2 separate regions of the Sus scrofa genome follow, and region 1 is linked to region 2. A link is a contact called in public Hi-C data. All regions are on one chromosome and are shown on one strand. Each heading gives the region's core, a stretch centred on a gene start, on an enhancer-like site or on the middle of the called end of the contact. The rest is flanking DNA. Distances are from core to core; before and after follow the strand shown. Region 1 holds the start of ZNF449 (zinc finger protein 449). Region 2 holds the start of LOC100518170 (protein FAM127).

The links. A called contact is a pair of places that touch in the nucleus more often than the background predicts.
Region 1: a Hi-C map of liver shows a contact between it and region 2, with 7 times the contacts expected there. The contact joins the promoter of ZNF449 here to the promoter of LOC100518170 in region 2. A contact is called at or near these places in 10 of 47 Hi-C or Micro-C datasets (epiblast stem cells, fetal heart ventricle, heart right ventricle and 6 more) and 1 of 2 datasets of contacts at active chromatin or transcription factors (alveolar macrophages).

What each region holds. Positions count from the first base shown.
Region 1 is chrX:110,926,535-110,931,137 of Sscrofa11.1, reverse strand. It overlaps ZNF449 (zinc finger protein 449), which reads right to left and starts at 2,970. Exons shown (of 5, transcript XM_021080814.1): 1 at 2,875-2,970; 2 at 1-239. The coding sequence starts at 144.
Region 2 is chrX:110,833,070-110,837,873 of Sscrofa11.1, reverse strand. LOC100518170 (protein FAM127) reads left to right here and starts at 3,286. Exons shown (of 1, transcript XM_021080821.1): 1 at 3,286-4,627. The coding sequence starts at 3,362. The coding sequence ends at 3,703. It overlaps LOC102157543 (a long non-coding RNA gene), which reads right to left and starts at 2,925. Exons shown (of 3, transcript XR_002340885.1): 1 at 2,614-2,925.

The DNA of each region.
Region 1 (4,603 bases), core at 1,721-4,220, 94 kb before region 2:
GAAAGCTTCATGAGGTCCAGCTGCTTCTTTGTACTGGAACTGCCGGAAGCGCTGGCGGAAGACCTCACAGTCAGTATCGTACTCTTGAAACACTGAGCCCTGATTCAAGGAGGCCTGGATTGCACAACCCAGGGCCACAGCCATCGCCCCCTTCCAGCAGTGGACAATGTCACGGGGTCCTGAAAAGGCAGATTGCAAGTTCTTTCTTTGTGTTATCGTCTGGGCGGAGCCACCTGCAGCTGAGGACAGGACAAGAGGGGAAACAGCAGTGGTTACCTGAGGGCACACTCCCCTCCCTCAACTCGCTCACTTTTCTCCAAAGCCCCAAAACAGCAGTTTATAATCTTTTTGGCGGCTTTCAGAATCTGGTGGAAGCCATGGCTTCACTTCAGGAGAATACGGTAGACATCCACTTCTGCACCCAACTTCCCAAACGTTTACAAAACGTCCAAGCCCATCCGTGGACCCTCCAGAACTGTGCTGTCCACCATGGGAGCCGCTAGGCTCTCGAGGACACAAGTCAAAATTTATTAAAACTAAAACCTCAGCGCCCGGCCACATTTCAAGTACTCAGCGGCCATCAGAACAGAGGCTTCTACTGGACAGCTCTGTTCCAGAATTTCGCCCCCCCCCCCCCCCCGACCAAGGCTAAACCCCCTTGCCTTAGATAAGCCCCTGCAGATGTGCTGGCTTTGAAACCCACTCTCAGCCTAATTCCAACGGTCCTGTGTTTCTGCATAGAGCTAGGCCACAAAAGAAATGGGGGCGCAATACTCACGATGGCAAAGAACCCTGAAAGTCCATCTACCTTTGAGTCGCCCCAGCCCCCTCCACCTTCAGCCAAGGGCATCCTAGCCGGAGCCACCCACGCCTTGCAAAGACAGCAAACCACCAACCCCTCTCAGTCCGCTCCCCTGGAGGTCACCGCCAGCTCAGCCAACACCACCGGGCCCCTCGCCCCGCAACAGCATTCTAAGTGACTTGCTCACGAGAAAACGACACGGCAACAGGGCAGGTCAGCGGGCGTTGGGTCTGCCCTAACACCCATGGACATTTATCACACGCGTCACGCTTTGTGCCAGGTACTGTCTGAGCCTCCCGCACGGGAGTTCCTTTCGCCCTCATCCATCGTCAGGAGGTGGGCTCTCAGACTGCGCCCGGAACACAGAGGAGGGCACCGAGCTGGGGCTTAGGAGGACTTGAATCACTTGTCCCAAGCCACAGAGCAAACGCCAGAGGGAGGTGGTCGGGAAGTTAGAATCGAGAGACTCCTGCACAGCTCAGGTCTCAAAACACCCACATGCCCTTAGCGCCATCTCCGAGGTCACACAGGCCATCCCATGCCTGTCCCCGCAGGTCTCAACGCTGGGCCCCGCCCAGTGCCAGGGCTCCTCTCTGTCCGCAGGGGCCCAGATGCCCTGTACCCGTCCTCTTCCTTGTAGTGGGACAACGGAAACATACCCAGCATCCCACCCGCCTCGCCCCAGTGGACACTGTCCCCATGGCACCCTTTATCCGGAGGGTAGCCTGGGCTTTGGCGGCAGACCACCTAGCGATCACCTGCTAGCTCTGGGCCCCTGGCACCCAGGGCTTCTGTCTGTAACCTGCCAACAATCCCAGCATCTCCTTCACAGAAGGACCTGCGGGCGAATCCCACTGCCTGGACAGGAACAGCAGGGTGCCTGGCACCGAGGAGGTGCTCAGGAAAGGTCGTTCCCTAGGGAGCTTCGATCCACCCCGCCCCGCCCCGCCCCACCAGCCCCCCACAGGCACCTAACCGTCGCTGGGGGGCGTGCAGGGACCACGCCGCTCGGGGCTCTGGACCCGCCTTTCCTGCGCTCCAGCCTCCCCGCGGGGCAGCCCTCCCTGGACGGTCCCCAGCCTGCCACCGCGTCGGCCAGGGAACTGACCCTCCGGGTTGCCCCCCTCCACGCCCCGCGGCCCTTCCGGAGGAAAGCTTCCCTCCACCCAGGGGCTCCTGGCTTCTCCGCAAACCCTCCCGAAATGACCCCGGGCCCACAGGGCCCGTGCAGGAAGAGCTGTGTCCGGAGAGGGCGAGGGGAAAGGCACGGGGGGCAAGTCCACAAGCCGGTGGGAAACCCGATGCCCGCGGCGCGGCCCCAGCGCGCTCCCCGGGGAGGAGGTCCCGCCGCCCAGGGGGGCGCTCCCGGCCCCGGAGCAGCCCGGGAAGGCCCGGCCGGGTGGCCGGGAGCGGCGGCGGGGACCCGGGCTGGCCAGGGGCCCGCCGCCCGGCGCTCCTCCCCGCGCCCTCGGCCGGATCGGGGCTGCAGGCGGCGGGTTCGCGCAGCCGGAGCGGGATGGGAGCCCCGCTCCCCGCGCCCGCGCCCCAGGGACGGCCACGCCCTCTGGCCGCTCCGGGACTCACCGCCTCAGCGCCCACGGCTCTCCCAGGCTCACCGGGGGCAGCTGCCCAGGGCGCAGGCGCGCGGCCGCGCTGAGGACTACAACTCCCGGCAAGCTCCACGTCACTCGCCCAGGGATCTCGGCCCCAAAGGCGCTGACGCGGGAGGGGCTGGGATTTTCCTTGGCCTCTGCCAGGCCGGAGGCCTCTTTGGAAGCGATCCCACTTCCGGTCTTAAGCGCCTTTAAATTCCAGGGGATTGGGTGGGTTGCGCCCCGGTTCTCGATCCTAGCGAGGGCTTCTCTCCCATCATCCCTGGAGTAACTGGAGCAGCGGGGAAACTCCTTAAATCTGTTACCACTGCATCAGTGATTGTCAAACTCCTCTCCGTAAGAAGAATTTCTTGCGAAAACCTTTTAAAAATTCAGATTTCTGGACATCCGTACGCATTGACTCTCGCATGAGCTCCAGGATTCGCACTTAATAAGCCTTCTTGGAATATTGACGCTCACCTTCAGCTCGCGGGTCACAGTGGCCTTGAATAGCTCATGCTTTTTTGAGTACCTCGTGTTTTCTTAAAGAGCCTACCTTCAATGAAGCGATCTCGTGCATTCCTCGCTCCTTTCGGCCGCCACCAGAGGGCGCTCGCGGCTTTGACGGTGCCCAAATGGCCCCGCCTCTTATAGTGGATTCCCCTCTGGTCTCGTCCCCGCAAATTTCGCTTCTGCGTGGTCCCTTTCCAACTCAGCCGTGAATTGTGACCAGGAGAGAGGCGATGGTGTCATTCGGGAGATGTAGTCCTCACATTGGTCCTGAGATAGTTTTGTTTTTCTGTTTTAGTCTTTGGACGCCAAACTTTAGTGTTGGTCCAAGAAAGAGCGGGAAGAGCTGCAGGCGATTGTGCCTCCCAGAGGCCCTAGTGGAAGCGAGATCAGGGGCAGGGGCCCCATAGTCCTGAATCCACAGAGGCCAAAGTCCTTGAAATAGCTCCGCTTGGGCTGGAGCTGGGCTCATGGACTGCGACATGGACCCACGGGCACCCTGACTCCTGCGGATTCTGTGTATTGTCTCATGGGGCGCCAGGCGCCTTTCACAGCTGTCATGGCTGGTTTCTGGGCCAAGGTGGTCGGCATTTGACCCTGGCTTCCAGGAGCAAAATGTAGTCCTCATTTTGAAACCAGAGTGGCTTCTGCGCCTGGAGCCAGCAGCTCCAAGCAAGGCCCAGCGTGGGGGCCTCTCATCTGCACTTCTGTGGCTTCTGCCGCTGGTCTCTGAGAAACCAAGGCAGGCAGCTTCTGGAGCTTTGCTGTGGGTGGGTGGGTGGCTTTGGCTTGTGAGATGCGCACCATGGAGCAGATCCTGGGGCTGCGGGTGTCGGGGTGCCTCCTGACCATTCTGTCCCAGGAGATCCACGGCAGGGTGCAGAAGCTGTACACACACATCTCACCAAGAGGCTGGGAGTCTTTTCAAGTACACGCAGAGAGAACTTGCCAGACTGAGGGAGACTGGGGGGCGGGGATCCGAGTAGACCTACATGGGCAAGTGACTTTGTAATTTAGTCTGGAATCTTCATCCTCCCGATTTCCCCCCAGGCGCACACAGAAGGTGAAGACTGCGGGTTTCCACAGGGAGGCAGCGCCACTGCTGCAAGAGTCAGTGTCAGCTCGGATCAAAGGGGCTGGAATCCTGGCTCTGTCCACTACCCCGTGACCTGGGGCAGGTCACTTTCCCCTTTGGGCTTCAACTTCCCCTTTGGTAAAATGGCTTCTGGGATTGTTTTGAGGATTAAAAGGAGGGCAGCGTGTACATTTTTTTAAAAAGACATGGGCACTAAGCATTGTATTATATTTTATTGTATTTTATTTTTGGCCACGTTCAAGGCACGCAGAAGTTCCCGGGTCAGGGATCAAACCTGCACCGCAGCAGTGATGCCAGAACCTTACCCACTAGGCCACCAAGGAACTCCCAGCATGTACCTTTTGATCACACTGCTGGCGTGTAGTGCCTACAACTCTGAGCTGGCCGCCCTGGGGCACAGGCTGGTGGTCCCAGCTCCTCCTCCACTGAGGTCGGAGGAGCGCTTGAGCCCAGGACGTCTGGGCTGTGGTGTGCTCTGCGGATCAGGCCCTGAGTTCAGCATCGACAGGGTACTTCCCAGAGGCCGGGGACCCCAGGTTGCCCTGCAAGGATGAGCCCGCCCAGGTCATTAGCCCTGCTAATCCGCGGCCATCCCGCCCCTGT
Region 2 (4,804 bases), core at 2,037-4,536:
GCACAGCAGATTAAGGATTAGGTGTTGTCTCTAGGAAGGTGTGTGTTCGATCCAGCACAGTGGGTTAAGGATCCAGCATTACGCAGCTGTGGCATAAGGGGACTGGGATTTGATCTCTGGCTCAGGAACTTCCATATGCTGTGGGTGTGGTTAAAAAGAGAAAAGAGTTCTTCATGAGTCAAGGTCAGAATCTTTTTGACATTGTCTGCAATGCTCTACCCACTGTTTGTAAAATCTTCAGTAAACTGGAATTACATTTCTTCTCTAAAGCTGAGCATGTATAAAACGCCTTACCAATGAGCATTTCCAGTTGAAAACTGGTTTTGGGCACCCCAGTCCCAGGAAATTTTGAGATGAGTTTTCAGCTGCTTAAGGAATGTTTGCATTGTAGACCTTAACATCTTCTTCCAGGAAAAAGGAGAGCAAGGTTTCTGTGGTCTGTCCTGACTGAAGATGTGTCCCCAGGGTGGATGGGCCAGGGTCTGTCCCCGGGATTCCAGGAAGATCTTGGACTGCAGGTGTTGGCAACCCTATTCCTGCTGTTCAGTCTAGAGGTCCCAAGCTGCATGTAACATCCTGCCTGGGGGAGCCCTCAAAATGCAGAAGTCATAGAAGCTCCCCTACTCTCCCATTGCAGCTGGAGCTTTATTTATATCCCTATTATTAAGGTCTCTGTATTAAAGAATAAGTCACGCATTAGGGTGTGAGCTACTCCCACTCAGCTATGCTCACCCTCACCCCAACCAGTATACTGTCCCCGTAGTGTGTGTCTCTCTCCAGAGATTCTAAGAAATTCTCTTCTGGGTGGTGAGCAGTTTGTAAGGGACTGAGGTGTTACATGAGCAGATGGTCAGTGACAGTTGGGGTATTATTGCCAACCAGGTTCCATTTCCACCTACTCCAGCCACAGGTGGCAACAGATGGCCTTCCCAAGCATGTGCTGTGAAGCTAGGAATGAATCTTTGTCACAACTCAGATGTGCTTGGATGCTTGGATCCATTGGCTGCCCAATGGTATCTTCCCTCAGCTTCCCCCTGAGCTGTCACTATCCACAGACCTGGGAGGGCTCTGTCACCCTCCCATGCTAACTTCCCCAGAGGGACTAAGTGGCAATCAGAGGTGTCAAGTCTGGATGGAGGGGACCTGGATCTGGGGAAAGAAATATAACAGGAGGGAGGCGTTAAACACCCTCAATAGAAAGGTAGGACCTACAGGGCAAGAACCAAGAGACAGCTTTGGGAGTCTTGGAGGATTTCTCACATCTGCTTTCCACGTGATACCAGCAAATGCCAACAAATAGACCAGCAGGCAGGCTGGAGGTTTGCTCCTGACAGTAAGCTGAGGCAGCACTAGGGTTCGCTTTAAGTGTTTTTTTCACCCTTAGGGAACTTCACCCTGACTGCATGATATCCAGTGTCATAAAATTAGTGTTTCATATACTTGGAATTTTTTTTACTTGTGAATAATTCTGGATTAGCTAGGTCCATAAAAGATAGTTTGCCCTTGAAGGTCACAGTGTCACCAAGCACTATAACAACTCAGGCAGGTAGAGGCAAATTGGCTGTCACCTTGTTGGGCTGGGGCAGCAGCTGGCTCTGTAGCTCCCCCCACCACCACCACCTCCAGCTGGGTCTACCCTTCAGCTTCTCCAGCTACTGAGGCAGCATGTACACCCTCTGAGGCAGCACCTAAGTCCCACCTCCTCTTCTCTCCTCACACAGGGAAAATCAACATCTTTAAGATGCTGGGCCACCCTATTTCAGACCTGGGTATGCATTTGTGTTCTCTTGAGTATTCTTTTATATCCCCTATTTGGCATTTCAAAATGTTAAGTGGGGGAGTTCCCGTCGTGGCGCAGTGGTTAACGAATCCGACTAGGAACCATGAGGTTGCAGGTTCAATCCCTGCCCTTGCTCAGTGGGTTAACGATCCGGCGTTACCGTGAGCTGTGGTGTAGGTTGCAGATGCGGCTCGGATCCTGCGTTGCTGTGGCTCTGGCGTAGGCCGGTGGCTACAGCTCCGATTATACCCCTAGCCTGGGAACCTCCATATGCCGCGGGAGCGGCCCAAGAAATAGCAACAATAATACCAACAACAACAAAAGACAAAAAAAAAAAAAGACAAAAAAAATGTTAAGTGGATTTTATGATTTTTCAAGTATATTCCTAGGAACCACTTCTTTTTAACTGCTTTTCTGAATTAAGTCATTAATAGCATTATCTATTTTAACCGATTATTCTCTGCATATATGAAAGCCTGTGAAGAATTTATATCAATTTTGTACTCAGCCATACAAATGAATTCAAATATAACCTGTAATACTTCGTTTTCCCTTCTTCAATTGGTTAATGTCTTAGTTATTTCTTTCCATTATTCTCAAGTATGGAGATGTATAATGTCATACTTAGAAAACATCCAACACCTCTCACTTTTGTCTTTCAGTTTCTATACTAATAGTCTACTTCGGTACCATAATATACCAAATTAAGAGATTTCTTATCATTTAACCCTCTTTAAGTTCACTTGTCATGGTGCATTACTCTATGAATATGCTTCTCTGAATTATGCCCACTAATAGCTGGGGTTTCCCATGATGGTGCAAGACAACCATACCTACAACCAGCGGCGTGATACTTCAGTTGACAGATGCATGAATCAGTAGGGGAATGTGCCCACAGAAGCGCACCAAACGGTGTCCAGGTCCGAGGGTCTGCAAAGGATACACTAGGGGAGAGGGGAGGAAAAGGTAGGACTCTACTTCTAGAAAAGGGACTCAGCTCTCCACCAGCTGCCAGCTCTTGCCTAATCAGGAGCATTGAGTCCTGGGCCCCTCCCCTGGCCCCCGCCTCTCATCCGCCTCCTGCCAAGGGAAACTTTGGCCCCGCCCCTCCCGCTTCCACCACACCCCTTGAGTGGCTACTACCCACTCCCCCTTTCTCTTTCCTGTGCAGGGAAGGGACAGTCCACTCCGAACCTAGCGCGACCCCTCGTGTTACGCCTGCGCACTGCAAACCACCCGCCAGGTTCGTGGATCCCCCACCGCTTAAGACTCCTACATCCGGCCTCAGGAAACTTCGGCCCCGCCCCGTGATTCTGACCCCGCCTCCTCGAGCGGACCTTAGCTCCGCCCCCATTCACCTTTTTGGCCCCGTCCCGCCCTCCTAACGGCGGCCTCAAAGTTGCGCCTGCGCACTACGTGACGCCAGGCACTGTGGGCGGGGCCCGCCCGCGCCGAGCACCGCCCACGGCCCCGCCCGCCCCGCCGGGCCCGCCCCGCCTCCCCGCACACGCACTTCCCGCCCCGCCTCCTCGCCCACCTCGCCGAGAGGCCCCTGCAGCCCAGCCAGGCGAGCGAGGCGCGATGGACGGCCGGGTGCAGCTGATCAAGGCCCTCCTGGCCTTACCCATCCGGCCCCAGACGCGTCGGTGGAGGAACCCGATCCCCTTCCCCGAGACGTTTGACGGCGACACCGACCGGCTCCCGGAGTTTATCGTGCAGACGGGCGCCTACATGCTCGTGGACGAGACCCTGTTCTCCAACGACAGCCTGAAGGTGACGTTCCTCATCACCCGCCTCACCGGGCCGGCCCTGCAGTGGGTGATCCCCTACATCAGGAAGCAGAGCCCCCTCCTCAACGATTACCGGGGCTTCCTGGCCGAGATGAAGCGGGTCTTTGGATGGGTGGAGGACGAGGACTTCTAGGCCGGGAGCCCCTCGGGCCCGGGGGCGGGTGCCCGCGGGAGGGTCCGCTCTGCCCGTCGCCCAGCCGCGCAGACCGCCGCGGGCGCCCTCCCGCCGCGCCTCCCGCGTCCCTCACCTTCGGGTGGCCGCGCTCTCCCCGCGCGCTCGTGTCCCCTCCCGCGTCGTGCTTGCCTTTGTTCCAGGAATAGCGCTCCAGGTTCCCGCCGCCTCCGCCGCCTCCAGGCCTGGTGCGGACCGGCCGCCGCCCTCTCGGGCCGGCCCGGCCCCTCCCGTGCACCCTTGGACCCGGTCCTGCGCTCCAGCTGCAAGCCGGGCTCCTGTTACACGCGGGACGGACCACCTGCAGCCCGGCGCCCGCCGACCGCCGGCGCCTGGCCGGACTCCCAGGCCGGCATCCGGGTGCCCAGAGACCTGCGCTGCCGCTGCCGTGCCCCCACCGTCCACCGCATCGCTCCCGCCGACGCCCTGCAGCCTTCGGGGATCTGGACTCACCACCACCCCCCGGGGGGTGGGGTGCCTGAGCCGCTCACTGCCCCCCGAGACGATGATTGCAACAGCTCTCCACCGCCGCGGAGGGGCCGGCCAGCCTTTCACCGTCAGCGGGGCCCACTCCCTCCCTACTCCCAGAGACATCTCCTGCTCCTGCTCCCGCTCCCGCTCCCGCTCCCGCTCCTGCTCCTGCTCCTGCCAGGAGGCTGCCAGGTCCCGGGGGTGCCTGGCAGCCACGTCGAGTCACTCATTGTCTCCTGTGGACCTGTTAGTTTCGCCCAGAATCCAGTTCTCTTCTGAATGTGCAGCTGTCTCTCTGACGTGTGCCTTTTGTCCAACACAGTAACCCCAGCACTCTGCCCAGCTCTTCTACACTACCTGGACAAACGTCTTTTCCTGATTTTCAATAAATGTCAGACGCTGTTCAAAAAGGAATTGAGTCTCAGTGACTAGGGCACCTCTCCCTCCCTGGTCCAGTAAGTGGGGCCCGTGGCTTGCTCAGAAGGTGTGTCCCGCCCCCGCCCTTGTGTGGCTCCTGCTGAGTCTTGCATCACCAGGCAGAAGCCCTGGACTCGTGGTGGTCCCGGGGATGGAGACCCCCACGCGCGCGTG